Linked DNA regions of Ovis aries: region 2 is linked to region 1. Evidence: chromatin contacts called from public Hi-C data. All regions are on one chromosome and are shown on one strand. The core of a region is the stretch at or near the end of the contact, and the rest is flanking DNA. Distances in the headings are between cores, read along the strand shown. Region 1 holds the start of EPOR (erythropoietin receptor). Region 2 overlaps PRKCSH (protein kinase C substrate 80K-H).

Region 1 (7,178 bases), core at 3,512-6,011:
AGTTATAAAACAGGAGTCAGTCTTGTTTGTTCTGCGCCTATGCCCCAAGTCTACTCTTCATTAGGATAAAAATTTAAATAAGCAAAGAAGGGCTTCCCTGGTGGCTCAGTAGTAAAGAGCCCGCCTGCCCACATAGGAGACACGGGATCCATCCCTGGTCTGGGAAGATCCCACGTGCTGTAGAGCAACTAAGCCCATGTGCCACAACTACTGAGCGTGTGCTTTAGAGCCTGGGAACCCAACTGCTGAGCCCATGTGCTGCATCTCTGAAGTGTGCAAGCTCTAGAGCTACAGCAAGAGAAGCCACCACAATGAGAAAGCTGCGCGCTGCAGCTAAAGAGTAGCCCCCGCCTGCTGCCTAAAGAAAATCCTGTGCAGCAATGAAGACCCAGCACGTCCAAAAACAAATAAATAAAAATTTAAAAAGAAAAGACAAACTAAGAGCCCTCAGAAAGGGGTTGAGTGAGGCATGGCTCACACCAGCAGCGGGTGGGAGTGGGGTTCTGTCACACACAGGGTTCAGGACTCTGTCCCTCAACATTGCTGGGGTAATATAATTCTTTCCTGCTGTGTTTATGGGAGAGGGAAGAAATGAAATTCCATCAGGACTTGAGACAAATATCATCATGTGAAAAACAATCATAACAACAACAGCAACAACAACAATAATACCCAGTTATGAACTCCCACTCTGCTAGACATCAACTATGGGCTTTATATCTAACTGTATTAATAAGGGTTCTTGCTATTTCAAGTGATCGAAAACTCAATTCAAACAGGTGTGGGCAAAAAAATAGAAATGAATGCCCCTGTAATTGAAAAGTTCCATGGGGCCAGCTGCAGGCACTGTTGGATCCAGGGACTCAAAAGATGTCACCAGGACTTTTAACAGAGTCTCTTGCCTCTGATTTGCTCTGAGAATGAGACTGTCCATTGACTCCCGAAATCCAATAACCTTCTATGGTTACAGAAACACTGATTTTTCAACTGGCTACCCAGGGTAAAGACTGTATTTCCAGTCTCCCTTGCAGTGAAATGTGGTCATATGATCAAGTCTCAGCCAATGAGTTGTAAAGGGAAAGGATGTGGGTACATTCCAGGCTCTGCCCTTAAAGAGAAGGGGTATGTCCTCTCCTGCCTTTTTTTGCCTTGGGTTGATTAGAATGAAGATATGGAGTGGATCAGCTTGGACTGGGTGGTTTACACCATCTGAACAACTGAGCTGCAAACTGGAAGGATCATGGCCCTCTGAGACCACGGAGCAAACATACTGTATTGCTGCTACTCGAACTGTTACAAAAGAAAATAAATATCTATCTCAGGACTTCCCTGGTGCTCCAGCAGCTGAGACTTTGCACTCCCAGTGTTGGGGGCCTGACTTCCATCCCTGGTCAGGGAACTAGATGCCACATGCTGAACACCACAACTAAAGATTCTGTGAGCTGTGATTAAGACCTAACACAGCCAAATAAATACATATTCTTCTTAAATGCCCAGCTTATTTAAGCCATCAGTATTATTTGGGTCTCTGTTACACTAGCCAAAAAAGAAAAAAGTTAATAAATGAATATTGCCCCACTCCAAGGCAGGATCACCCTCATGGGGCAGTGCCATTGTTACACCCCACCAGGTCCACCTGCCATGCAAGGAAAATGCCTGGGACTTCCCTGGCAGTCCATTGGTTAAGAATTCCCCTTGCAATGCAGGGGACACGGGTTTGATCTCTGGTGAGGGAACTAAGATCCCATGTGTCTCAGAGCAACTAAGCCTGAATGCCACAACTAGAGAATCTGTACACTGCAACAAAAGATCCCACATGCTGCAGCTATGACCTAATGCAGCCAAATTAATTCATTTAAAAAAGCAATTGGATGTAAGTAGCAGGATTCTTAAATTGTTATTGTTGTTCAGTCACTAAGTCATGTCAGACTATTTGCAAACCCCATGGACTGCAGCACAATCTTCCCTGTCCTTCTTAAATTAGCTTAAGCAAATAATTGCTGTCCTTACTGAGCACTTACTGTGTGGCAGGCATGTTCTCATAACCTGATGTAATCTATTCATAATCCTCACATAAGCCTTGTGAGGGGGCATTATTATCATGCCCATTTTATACATGAAAAACCAAGACGAGCGACGGTTAAGTAGCTTATCTAAGGTTTCAGGGCAAGTGACACGTGGAATGCATCAGAACATATGCTCTTACCCAAGGAAACAGTTTACAGTTTCTGCCTCTCTCTCTCTCTCCCTCTCTCTCTCTCTCTCTCTCTCTCTCTCACACACACACACACACACACACACACACACACAAACACAATCCAAATGCCAATTTCCTGAGGAAGAGATTCTCATTGACTTGTTTTTTTTGTTTGTTTGTTTGTTCCTCAGTAAGGCATGTGGGATTTTAGTTCCCCTCAGTTCAGTTCCGTTGCTCAGTCGTGTCCGACTCTTTGCAGCCCTGTGAATTGCAGCATGCCACGCCTCCCTGTCCATCACCAACTCCCAGAGTCCACCCAAACTCATGTGCATCGAGTCGGTGATGCCATCCAGCCATCTCATCCTCTGTCATCCCCTTCTCCTCCTGCCCCCAATCCCTCCCAGCATCACGGTCTTTTCCAATGAGTCAACTCTTCGCATGAGGTGGCCAAAGTATTGGAGTTTCAGCCTCAGCATCAGTCCTTCCAATGAACACCCAGGACTGGTCTCCTTTAGGATGGACTGGTTGGATCTCCTTGCAGTCCAAGGGACTCAAGAGTCTTCTCCAACACCACACTTCAAAAGCACCAATTCTTCAGCACTCAGCTTTCTTCACAGTCCAACTTTCACATCCACATATGACCACTGGAAAAACCATAGCCTTGACTAGATGGACCTTTGTTGGCAAAGTAATATATCTGCTTTTCAATGTGCTATCTAGGTTGGTCATAACTTTCCTTCCAAGGAGTAAGCGTCTTTTAATTTCATGGCTGCAGTCACCATCTGCAGTGATTTTGGAGTCCCCCCAAATAAAGTCTGACACTGTTTCCACTGTTTCCCCATCTATTTCCCATGAAGTGATTGGGACCAGATGCCATGATCTTCATTTTCTGAATGTTGAGCTTTAAACCAACTTTTTCACTCTCCTCTTTCACTTTCATCAAGAGGCTTTTTAGTTCCTCTTCACTTTCTGCCATAAGGGTGGTGTCATCTGCATATCTGAGGATATTGATATTTCTCCCAGCAATCTTGATTCCAGCTTGTGCTTCTTCCAGTCCAGTGTTTCTCATGATGTACTCTGCGTAGAAGTTACATAACTAGAGACCAAATCCACGCCCCCTGCAGAGGCACAGAGTCCTAACCACTGGACAGCCAGGGAATCCCTCCACTTCTGTTTTTAAAAGTGCAGGAGGTTAAAAAAAAAAAAAAAAACAGGTGTAGGAGTACTCAGGAATAGCTCTCTCCAGTGGCTAACACAGGTCAGCTGTCTCCCTACACCTCTCAGGTTGGTTTTTCGCTTATCTTTTACTCCACAAATATTTCCTGACCTCCTATTGTATGCCAGGCTCTGTTGTAGGTGCTGGGGATATAGAAATGAACAAAACAGACTAATGAAGGTGGCGAATCAATAACAAAACATCAAATACATATTACATATTTATACGAAAAGTACAGGGAATGCAAAATGCTGCTGCTGCTGCCAAACCATTTAAGGACTGACATTGTGGGGGGTGAGGGGTGGGCGGTGAGAGGGTTGCTATTTTGAACAGGTGATCCAGGAGGACTTCACTGAGGAAGTGACGTTTAGTTAGAGTCCTGAGTAAACTGAGAGTGAGCTGCATGTCCATGTAGAGGAAGAACCTTGCAAGTGGAGGGAATAGACAGTGCAGAAGCCCACCTTAGCTTCACCATCAGCCAATTTTTTTCCTCCTAATGACAAAGATGTCTCTGGCTACTCCATCTGCCTACCCCGTCATCTAATAGAAAGCTGCACCTCCTTTCCTAGCTACTCCAGGGAAAAGTCCCAGAATGGAAGCTCATTGGATCCCCTTGGGTCACATGCCACCCCTGAACCAATTACCGTGCTCCAGGGAATGGAGCTCTCTGATTGGCTAATCTGGGGCTGGCTGACGCAATAAAGTAGGTATCCCCTGCTTCCCCAGGCATGCGTCTCCTTTGGGCGGAGGGTGTTTACCCCAGTTGAAGCTCAGCCCGAGAGAACAGCTTTTATGATTTGTTCTATACTTTACAGATTATTGAAAGAACTGCACGTTCCTTGTAAAATAAAATCCCAAGAGTATACACATGTAAGCAGAAAATGCCCCCAAAATCACAAATAAAATCTCGCATTCTAGAATACATGTAATTTTTACAAATGCAGGCTCTTTCTTACTTACTTACTATCTGGCAGTACTTCCCAACATTGTGCAAACATTCAACGGCTACTATTAGGCTTATTATATTCCTACCCAGACTGGGAAGAGATGTTGATTAGTACGATAATATCAGTAGTTACAGTTTACATTTTTTGAATGCTTGCTATGTGCCAAGTCGGATTTTATAGATTAAAAGGCTGAAGCTCAGATAAGGTAAGTAACCCGTCCAGGGTCACACAGCAAGAAAGTGTATCTGAGGCAGAAAGCAGAGCAGTTCCTTCCCTCCACCCTCAAGGAGGTGCGGAGCTCAGGGCCCCTGCTCTCTGTAACCAGGCCCCATAGGGCGGCTGCCTCCCTCTTATCTCAGCTCGGGCTGCCTGCTGGTCCCGCCCCCTCGGGGGAGCTGCCACTTGGAGGCGCCTGGCCGGGAAGGCCTGGTCAGCTGTGTCCGGCGGAGGCAGCTGCTGACCCAGCTGTGGCCTGTGCCAGGGGCGGAAGAAGTGGGGGGGGGCGGAGGGCAGGAGCCCTGGGCCCCCGGCGTTAGGGGCTACATTATGTATCATCTCCCGTCACCCCTCCGTCCTGGAATTGGCTTCCTCTGCCTCTTGCTCGCTGGGGCAGCCTGGGCTCCCCCACCCAACCCAACGGACCCCAAGTTTGAAAACAAAGGTAAGGGTGGAGTTGAGTGTGGACCCCAGCACTGGATCTTGGAGGGCAATATTGGGACCCGAACTTCCTGCCCGGATCCTTGGGGCCACCCAGGTTCTCATTCTGAGTCTGTGACCTGGGGCCCAAGATGGTGTCTGAACCCCTAGACTGGGATCTCATGGCATGCTGGGGTCTATATCCCCAGATTAGATTCTCGGGGAGAAGCTAGAAAGGGGCATAAGAGTCCTGCTTTATCTCTTCAATGAACTTGGGACGTGCTAAACGCTAAATGGGGCAGGGGTGGTGCTGTAGTCTAGAGTCCTGTATGCTAGAGTCGCTGAGCTAAGGAGATCTAGCCGACCTCCAAGTGGGAAGGGAGGGTAAAACCCGAGTCCGAGTCAGAGGGGCCGAGCCCCAGGCAACTGTAAACACGGTTGGCATGCGGGCGCCAGATCCCTGGGTCCGCGGGGTTGAGGGAGGGGAACGGGGGGCACGGTTGGCGCTATCGGGCCGCCGGGAGCCTGCCGGGGCTGATAGGGGACCCCGCCTCCTGCACACACACTCACCCTCACGCAAGTCCCTAGGCTGGGGCGGGGGCGGCAGCGGGAGGCGGAGGCCTTGAATGCTACGGTCAGCAAAGCCGGTCGCTGGTGGGCGGCGTGTGTGTTGGAGGGAGACAATAAGACACGCAACCTACACTTGGAAGTTTGGGGGGCACTACTTCGGCGGACCCTTTGAAGGGCCCCGCTGGAAGAACGGGGGCGGGGCTTTTTTTTCTTATCGGTCCGCACAGGCAGCAGGAGGGAGGGAAGGATGCTGTGGCTCGAGAAAGGGGCTCGGGTCCCTTGACCCCCTCCCCTTACCCGCATCCTCAGCGGCCCTGCTGACAGCCCGCGAGCCTGATGAGTTTCTGTGCTTCACCGAGCGCTTGGAGGACTTGGTGTGTTTCTGGGAGGAAGCGGCCACCGCCGGAGTCGGCCCGGACAACTACAGCTTCTCTTACCAGCTCGAGTGAGTTGGACGAGGCGGGGTCAGATGGAGCGCCCCACAGGTGCAGGGGGCGGGCTGGCCGGGCAGACTTCCCAGGAGCTCGCATCTTGGGATGTTTCCTGGTGCCAGGGACCGGCTGGCATCTCTGCTGGTGGGCACTTGTGGGAAGCTCACGGAGTCAGAGCTGACGTGCACCCTAGTGGTCGGGGCTGGAACACTCCTGTGATCACTGCTGGAGGGCAACCGCAAACTTCAGGGCAGGAACAATACCGCTCCAAAGCAGGACTTAAGGCGTCGCGTACGTCGGGGCTGCGACGCCCCCTGGTGGTAGTGTCCAGAAACGCGCCCTCGGTCCCCGCGAAACCTCAAACTTGATCCCCCTACCCTCGCTGGTTCCTGGTTGAACAGGGGTGAGCCGTGGAAGCCATGCCGCCTGCATCAGACGCCCACCGCCCGCGGCTTGGTGCGTTTCTGGTGCTCGTTGCCTACAGCCGACACGTCGAGCTTCGTGCCCCTAGAGCTGCACGTCACTGCGGCCTCCTCGGGCGCTTCACGCTACCGCCGTACCATTCACGTCAACGAAGTGGGTAAGTGCGCTGGGAACGGGGGATTGGTCGGGAGGGAGTCCCAGTTTCCGCCCACCTAAGCAAACCCCTCTCCGTAGTGCTCCTAGACCCTCCCGCCAGGCTTGTGGCTCGGCGGGCCGACGAGGGCGGCCACGTGGTACTGCGCTGGCTCCCGCCGCCTGGGGCACCCATGGCGAGCCTTATCCGCTATGAGGTGAACATCTCGGCAGAGAACGCCGCAGGGGGCGCACAGAGGGTGAGGCCCGCCCCTATAACCTAGCCCCAAAGGGCTCCAGACTAGACAGGCGCTCTAAGTCTCACCCAGACTGTCACTAGGGCCCCGCCCCGTCGGCCTCGTCCCTTCCACGCCCTGCCCAAGACATCTCCACGTCCACTGATTTGTGCCCTTTCCCAATGACCCCCTTGCCCCAAGCCCACCTGGACTCAACCTTTCTTAACTCTTGTCCGGAACCCTAGACCGCTCCAGTGCCCGCCCTGTCTGTTCGCAGGCCCAGCTGTTAAATAGCCGGAGTGCGCCCGTTTCTACCCAGGGCCCCATCCTGATTGGCCCCAAGCCTTCCTGGGCCCCGCCTCCTACTTTCATTGCCCGCCTCCCCATGCT
Region 2 (7,766 bases), core at 1,128-3,627, 42 kb before region 1:
GCAGGCAGCTGGCGTCATCAGCTCCATGAGGTACTCGCAGCGGCTGGGCTCGGTGGTGCTGGTCACCACTGTCTCCTTCCCACACAGCAGGCGCACCTAGGGTGGGCAGGTGGGGCTCAGGTGGGCTCTGCAGGCCACGTCCCCACTCCACTTCCCCCAGCCTGCGGGCACTCACTGTGGTGGAGCGATTGGGGCCCTGCCAGCAGCCTGTGCCCTGCTCATACTTCATGGCGCTGAACTTGTCGTGGTCGGGGCCAGCCCACGAGCCCCAGGTGCTATGGGAGAGTGGGGTGCTGAGAGGGGCCGGCCGGGGCGGCCGAGGGTGGGGATGAGGGGCCGAGAGGTGGGCCAGCCCGAGCTCACTCACCCAAGGCTTGTAGGGGAGCCGCCGAGTTTGGGTTTCTGCGAGACAAGCTTGAAGGGGCAGAGTCTGTAGATGTACCTGTCATGGGATGGGGCTGGTGGGTTGGGGGGACAGGGGTCCCAGCCTCCACGACAACCCCCCACACCGGGGCCATGCAGGTACCTCAAATCCCAGTGACTGTGCCTAAGCCCACCCACCTCCCTCCCCACCCCATCCTTGCTCAGGCCCAGACCCATCAAGCCCACCCACCAACGTGCCCAGAGGGGACGCACTCATTGGTGGTGAGCTCGTAGCACTGGCTGTAGAGGTAGGCGAACTCGCCGTTGGGGCCAAAATCAAATGAAATCTCCTGTTCCAGGTTCCTAAAGGGGAGACCCGGAGGTTAAAGGGCAGTGGGGGATGCCAGCCCGACTCCGGACAATGCCAAGAAGGCCCGCTCGAGTGGCGGAGGGTCTCTCAGGGCCTGGGCTCCAGTCCCCTCCGCCTGGGGACTCTCCCTGCAGGAGCCACCGCCAACTTGCAAAGGTTGCCTGAGTGACTTCTCCATCGCCACCATCTCTGGGGAGTTGGGCAGCAGGCGGCCATGGGGCAGTGGAGAAGTGGCCTTGCTGTGACTGCATGGGTACCCCCATACCTGATGGATTCTTCCATGTCCTTCAGGGACCGCTCGGCCTCTTCAAACTTGTTGCGGGCCTCCTGGGCGGCTGGTGGGGTCGGGAAGGAGGTCAGAGGTGTCCCCACCCCATCCATGAAGAGAGGGCAGGGGTGGTGCAGACAGGCCTGATTGCCCCAGCCCCAGGGCTGGCTCTGGGTAAGGACAGGGCCCAGGAACACCCCCTGGGCCTTGCCAGCTGCCAAGCAGACCCTACCGCCCCGCCCAGGCTCTCAGCTCTTGAGGGAGTAGGGCCGGGGCTCCTGGGGCCCTGCTGGTTCCTCGCCTGCCAAGGGCGGCACAAACAACAGCCACCCGTGAGGAAGCAGAAGGTCCCCTGGGACTGGTGTGGTGGTGCCAGCTTCCCCAGGGCCCAGAAGCCCCCTCTAGGTGGCTTGGAGTTCCCTGGGCTTGCCTGGGCCAGCCCCAGGCCCCCTAGAGGAGCAGGCGGGGCCTGTTTCTTGGGTCCCTGCATCTGCTGGCGACAGGGAGGGGCCCCTCCCTTCCAGGCTCAGCCCTCACCGTTGATGAAGGCCTGCGTCTGCTCATCATACGGCGGCATCCTGTCCTCCTCGGTGGGGCTGGCTGTCTGGGGGGCTGGGACTGGGGCTGTGGTGTCCTGGGGGTCGGGGGACAGAGTCAGCGAGTAACCCCACTCCCACCCATCACCCCCTCCACTCCTAAACACCCACCTTGGGCTGCTCCCCCTGGGAATCCTCGTCCTCCTCATCCTCATCCTCCTCTGTCTCCTCGTCCTCCTCGTCTTCGTCCTCCTCCTCTGTGGGTGGTGAGGGCATGGGGGGCTGCTCCTCCTTGGGTTCCATCACATCGGGTGCAGGAGGCGATGGTGGGTATTCAGTGGGCAGCACCTGCCGGATGTGCGGAGAGGTCGTGCTGAGGACTCAGGGGTCCACCCCCACCCCCAGAGCCAAGGGCGGCCCCTTCCAAGGAGCCTAGAGAGAGGGAGGGAGGGACAGACAGCTGGGGGCGGGGTGGCTTCTGTAGAGGAGGTGGGGCTGCCCAGCTGGCCAGGGTGGCCCAGTGCCAGAGCTGGAGGCAATGCCTTTGTGAGGCGTCCAGGGGCGGCGAGGGGACTGGGATCACATCCTTCCCCTCCCTCTACTGACCTCAGACCGGTACTTGTCCCTGATGGCGGCCCAGATGCGGTCATAGAAGAAAGCAGCATCCATTTGCATGTCTCCCCCAAGGAGGGTCTGTGTGCGTCAGGTTGGGGTGGGGTCAGGGGCAGGACCGCCACGTGCCCCCCACCTCCAACCCAGGCACTCCTGTAGTGGGTGCAGGGGCCCTCAGGCTGCGGTGCCAGGCACAGCACGCGCTGACTTGCCCAGGGCCAGACTGGCGCCGGGCTGGGTGAGGAGCGGCTGCCAGAAGGGGGCAGCACAGGCCTGTGGGAAAGAGGCGGGGGCCAGAGAGGTGCCCGGTGGGGACTGGAGACCAGGGAGAGGAGCTGAGAGAGAGGCCAGGGTGAGGTGGGGAGTGAGGACCAGCAGGGCAGCAATGGGGTGGGGAGCAGGGCTCCAGGCCAGTGAGGGCAGAGCTGAGGCGGCGGGTGACCAGGTGTGCATGCTGGGTAGGGAGGGGGAGCATGGTACAGGGAACCTAACATAATCAACTGTGGAAAACTCTGGAAGAGATGGGAATACCAGACCACCTGACCTGCCTCTTGAGAAACCTATATGCAGGTCAGGAAGCAACAGTTAGAACTGGACATGGAACAACAGACTGGTTCCAAATAGGAAAAGGAGTACATCAAGGCTGTATATTGTCACCCTGCTTATTTAACTTCTATGCAGAGCACATCATGAGAAACACTGGACTGGAAGAAACACAAGCTGGAATCAAGACTGCCGGGATAAATATCAATAACCTCAGATATGCAGATGATACCACCCTTATGGCAGAAAGTGAAGAGGAACTAAAAAGCCTCTTGATGAAAGTGAAAGAGAAGAGTGAAAAAGTTGGCTTATAGCTCAACATTCAGAAAATGAAGATCATGGCATTTGGTCCCATCACTTCATGGGAAATAGATGGGAAACAGTGGAAACAGTGTGTCAGACTTTATTTTTGGGCTCCAAAATCACTGCCGATGGTGACTGCAGCCATGAAATTAAAAGACGCTTACTTCTTGGAAAAAAAGTTATGACCAACCTAGACAGTATATTCAAAAGCAGAGACATTACTTTGCCGACTAAGGTCCGTCTAGTCAAGGCTATGGTTTTCCTGTGGTCATGTATGGATGTGAGAGTTGGACTGTGAAGAAGGCAGAGCGCCAGAGAATTGATGCTTTTGAACTGTGGTGTTGGAGAAGACTCTTGACAGTCCCTTGGACTGCAAGGAGATCCAACCAGTCCATTCTGAAGGAGATCAGCCCTGGGATTTCTTTGGAAGGAATGATGCTGAAGCTGAAACTCCAATACTTTGGCCACGTCATGCGAAGAGTTGACTCACTGGAAAAGACTCTGATGCTGGGAGGGATTGAGGACAGGAGGAGAAGGGGACGACAGAGGATGAAATGGCTGGATGGCATCACTGACTCGATGGACGTGAGTCTGAGTGAACTCCGGGAGTTGGTGATGGACAGGGAAGCCTGGCGTGCTGCGATTCACGGGATCGCAAAGAGTCGGACACGACTGAGCGACTGAACTGAACTGAACTCCCCACGAGATGCCCTGAGGCACCAGGCAAGGCCTGGCCACACCAGCCAGGCTGGGCCCCCCAGAACCCTGGCCCTGGGCCAGCAGGGGACTCTCCATGGGAGTAGCCCACAGAAGGCCTGCCTCTGTCCACCCCAGCCCCCCACCCTGAGGTCACCCTGGGGCAATCCCCTCCAGGAATCTCCAGCGAAGGGGTGGGCCCAGTACCTGGGCTTCCCCTTCTGATAATGCCCCGTCCCCATCCGTGTCCAGCTCCGGGTGGGTCTGCAGCTCAGCCACTGAGACCCTGCAGCGACAAAGGCAGAAGCCGATAGAGCAGTGAGCCCATGGGCTCCTGGTCAACTGCCCCCCAACTCCTACCCCAGGCCAGGGCTCCTCCTGGGAACTTGCTTCAGGACCTTGGGGCAGGGAGAGAAGGCAGGAAGGAGGGTGGGAAAAAATGAGGTCTGGGGTTAGGGCCCAGTCCAGTCTCTACCCTGGGAAAGGCAGGTCCTAGCCACCCTGTCCTCTGCCTCCTACCCGTTCCTGAGGCTCCACAACCCTGAGGAGCGAAAGGGAGGGACAAGCACAGGGGTGGGAGTGGCAGCCGAGTCCTCAAGGCCCACCCTTAGAGCCCAACAAGGAAACGCCCATGGCCTGGCATCCTCCACCCCAGGAGACCCACACACCCACGGTGGCCCAGGCCCCACATCCTGCCCCTATCCCGCCGCCCACCGCCACTGCCCACCAGGAAGGGGATCGCCCTGCTCATTCTCCCCTCAAGAACCCTCCAAAGTCCCAGGCCTCCCACCAGGGGACCTGCCCAGCCTCCCTGTTCCCTAAAGCCCACCCTCCACTGAGCCATTGGCTTGGGGTTGGCCAGTAAGTTCAGGGGCACTGGTCAGGATTTCGTCTTTCACTAAAGTGTCCCAGGCCACAGAGTAGGCTTTCAGAAAGCACTGAGATCCTGAGTCTCCCTGTCCAGCTCGAGGGGGTGTTTTCCCTCATCTCTTCCCCACCCCCTCATGCCCCCAGGGGGTCGGGCTCCAGGGCAAGGAGGTGGGCTCTGGCTGGTTTCCTAAAGCGGGGAGAGGGAGGAGGGAGCCCAGGGCAGGGGGCGCTGGCACACTTACGCGCCGTCCATGTCGTCGTCCAGCTCCTGGAAGGCGCTGGCTGCCAGCTCCCGCTCCCGCTGCTCCTTGGAGGTGGCCTGCTGCTCTGTGGAAGGACCAGCTCCATCATCCTCCGTCCCCAGCACCTCCTGGGCTCACTGTATGCCTGGCCATCTGGGTGCTGGGGCTCTGAGTCAGCCCACTGTGGGGGGCAGACTGGGGGCGGGAGCTAGGCAATGAGAAGGGCTGGCCTGTGGGGTAGGGGGGGCGGAAGAGGTGGGCAGTGCCAGATGGATGGGGGATCCAGCAGGGGCAGCTGGGGGCGTCTGCAGAGAGTCTGAACAATCCATGATGGTGCGAGGGGGAGGACCATAGGTGTGCCACATTCAGGAGGCCCCCAGGAGAAAAGGTCAGGGGACAAAGGTGGGGGTGGGGGCGCAGCCAGGTGAGGCAGATGTCCTGGGGGCCCCGCGGACTGTCTCGTGAAGGGGGTGAAGCCACCGGCACAAAAGACGGGAACTGAGCCGTGGCCAGAGGACGCAGAGTGCTGCAGCCCCCACGTGCTCTGATGGTCTCTCCTCAGCCTGTCCCAGCCCTCTCCACCAGGATGAGCGGCCTGTGTCCCAGGAGACAGCTGACAATGTCCTCACAGATGAAAGCCCCAGGCTCAGGTGGGATGAAAGGACCTGCCCATGGTCACCCAGCTGGCGAGGGGCACAGCCGGGGACCAAGCCAGGCCACGTGCCTCCACAGCCCATGCTCATCCCCAATACCCTCTGGGAATCCCGGTGACACCACCGTGGCGTGCCACCCCTGAACCTGAGTCAGCAATTCCACACTAAGAAACTAGGCGCTAGTCTGCCCAGCCTTGTGTAAAAGGATGCTAGACACGGTGCAAAAGAAAGTGGAAACAGAAGCAAAGACCAGAGTTCACTCACTTTCTAACACATGGCCTGGGAAGAAAGAGCAAAGGTTCCTGGCAGCAAAGGTGAATGAGAAGACACCTGCAGCTTCAGTCACCAAGGGCCAGCCCCTTGATACGCAAGAGCCACTTACGAGCAGTGGAGGTCAGAACCAAAAACCCGATGGGAAAATGGCACCCGGATAAGACAAACCCCACCAGCGTCAGACACCAGAGCGGACCAACAGCTCCTCAAAAGGAAGCAGGGGTCCCGACCCTGGGCTACAACAAAAGGAAGCAGGGGTCCCGACACTGGGCTACAACAAAAGGAAGCGGGGGTCCCGACACTGGGCTACAACACGGATGGCCCTTGACAACACAACGCTAGGGGAAAGCAGTCAGTCACAAAGGCCACTCACTGCCTGACTTCTTGATGTGAAATGTCCAGAGCAGGTCAATCCATGGAAATAGGAAGCCAATGCAAGGGGGCCGGGGGCTGGGGACGGGGCCAAGGGGAGATCTGAAGGGCCAGTTTAATGGACCTGGGGGTCTGTCCTGGGGTGATAGGAATGTTCTGGAACTAGACAACAGCGACGACGTCCTGCTGGACGTTGTTGACAGTGTGGATGTACCTCACACCATTGAATCAGACACTGAAAACTGGCGGAAATGGTGAATTTGTGACATGACTGGAATTTTACTGCAGTGAGAAAAAAACAAAGGGCAAAGAGTAAAAGGAAACGAGGCACCCGGGGACAGAGCACAACACGCATACACCATGCAGACCAGCACTGTCCAGCAGCATTTTCTACAGAGGTGGACGTGTGTCACCGCTGAGCACTGGGCCTGCAGCCCGCTCGACACATGTCTGCAGTGCGCATGGCTGGAGCAGAGGCCTGGGAGCAACAAACAGCAGCAGTTTTGCAGGGCTGGCGGGGGTGTGGGCAGGCAATCAGACCAACATGGCAAGCACACAGGGTACAGAGAGCAGGGAGAAGCCCTCGACGGTAGGGGGCATTGTAACCAGCCAGCGGTGGCCCAAATGCTGTCCCACCCAAGACACTGGGGAGCCAGGAAGACTGCTGGGCCAAAGAATAGCTTGGCCTGAAGGAGGGAGGCCATCAGGAGACCAGAAGGGCCAGAATGGGCCCAGGGACTTCCCTGGGGGTCCAGTGGTTAAGAATCAGGCTTCCAGCAAAGAACAGGAATCTGTGCAGGGGAAACGGGTTCGATCCCTGGTCTGGGGGGGATTCCACGTGCTGTGGAGCCACTAAGCCTGAGCACGGCAGCTACTGAGTCTGTGCACCCAGAGCCTGCGAGCTGCAACGAGAAGGCCCCACACCCGAACAAAAAGTAGCCCCCGCTGGCCACAGCTAGAGAAAGGCTGCGAGCAGCAAGGGAGACCCAGCATGGCCAAAAGCAAATATAAGTTAGCAATAAAAAAGCAGACTTCCGATTCTAATAATCTAATAAAAAATAACAATAAAATATAATAATTTAATAGAATCTAATAATCCTAATAAAGAATCAACACAGGGGACACATTTCTGGCTGGGGAACTAAGATAACACATGCCGAGGGGCAACTGAGTCCGCCTGCCGCAACTAGAGAAGCCCCCACACCATGCAACAAAGACCCAACACAGGCAAAAAAAGCTGGGCCCTGAGCGAGGCAGGAGCAGGCTGGTGACTCAAGCCTGCAGATAAGGCACAGGGTCTACAATCGGAATAATGTGGGCATCAGTCTAGCTGGGCAAGCCAGCGGCCTCTTTGGCCTTGTTTGTGAAACGAGGTGATGTCTGGGAAAGGGGAGCAGGGGCAAAAACACGATGATCCTTGTGAAAAAAGCATTGGCTGCTCTGGTCTACCCACCGTCAGCGTGGGAGAGAATACTGGTGTCCGTATCAGGGGTCAGCAAATTTTACTGTAAAGAACCCAACGCTAAATATTTTAGGTTTGGCAGGTTATATGGTCCCTGTTGACAACCCCTGAACTCTGTGGCTTGACAAAAGCAGCTGATGTTATGTAAATAAAGTGGGGGAGTCTGCTCATTCACCAACATGGTCTCCGTGTGTGTGTGTGTG

The links. A called contact is a pair of places that touch in the nucleus more often than the background predicts.
Region 2: a contact with region 1 is called in a Hi-C map of hypothalamus, with 4 times the contacts expected there. The contact joins the enhancer-like site here to the promoter of EPOR in region 1. A contact is called at or near these places in 3 of 16 Hi-C or Micro-C datasets (blood and hypothalamus).

The regions. Positions count from the first base shown.
Region 1 is chr5:13,506,582-13,513,759 of ARS-UI_Ramb_v3.0, reverse strand. EPOR (erythropoietin receptor) reads left to right here and starts at 4,761. Exons shown (of 7, transcript XM_042249975.2): 1 at 4,761-5,021; 2 at 5,876-6,011; 3 at 6,399-6,577; 4 at 6,655-6,812. The coding sequence starts at 4,907. It overlaps RGL3 (ral guanine nucleotide dissociation stimulator like 3), which reads left to right. Exons shown (of 16, transcript XM_060416286.1): 16 at 1-10.
Region 2 is chr5:13,545,347-13,553,112 of ARS-UI_Ramb_v3.0, reverse strand. It overlaps PRKCSH (protein kinase C substrate 80K-H), which reads right to left. Exons shown (of 18, transcript XM_042249979.1): 8 at 4,804-4,888; 9 at 3,899-3,977; 10 at 2,144-2,230; 11 at 1,709-1,885; 12 at 1,539-1,635; 13 at 999-1,068; 14 at 637-726; 15 at 368-442; 16 at 176-275; 17 at 1-96. Among named protein-coding and RNA genes, the nearest start is that of PRKCSH, 9.3 kb to the right of the region's middle. Within about 2 kb of position 2,377, at least 10 of the 54 cell types and tissues checked have an H3K27ac peak or open chromatin away from gene starts, as enhancers often do. A contact at or near this core is called in hypothalamus, where this site is marked.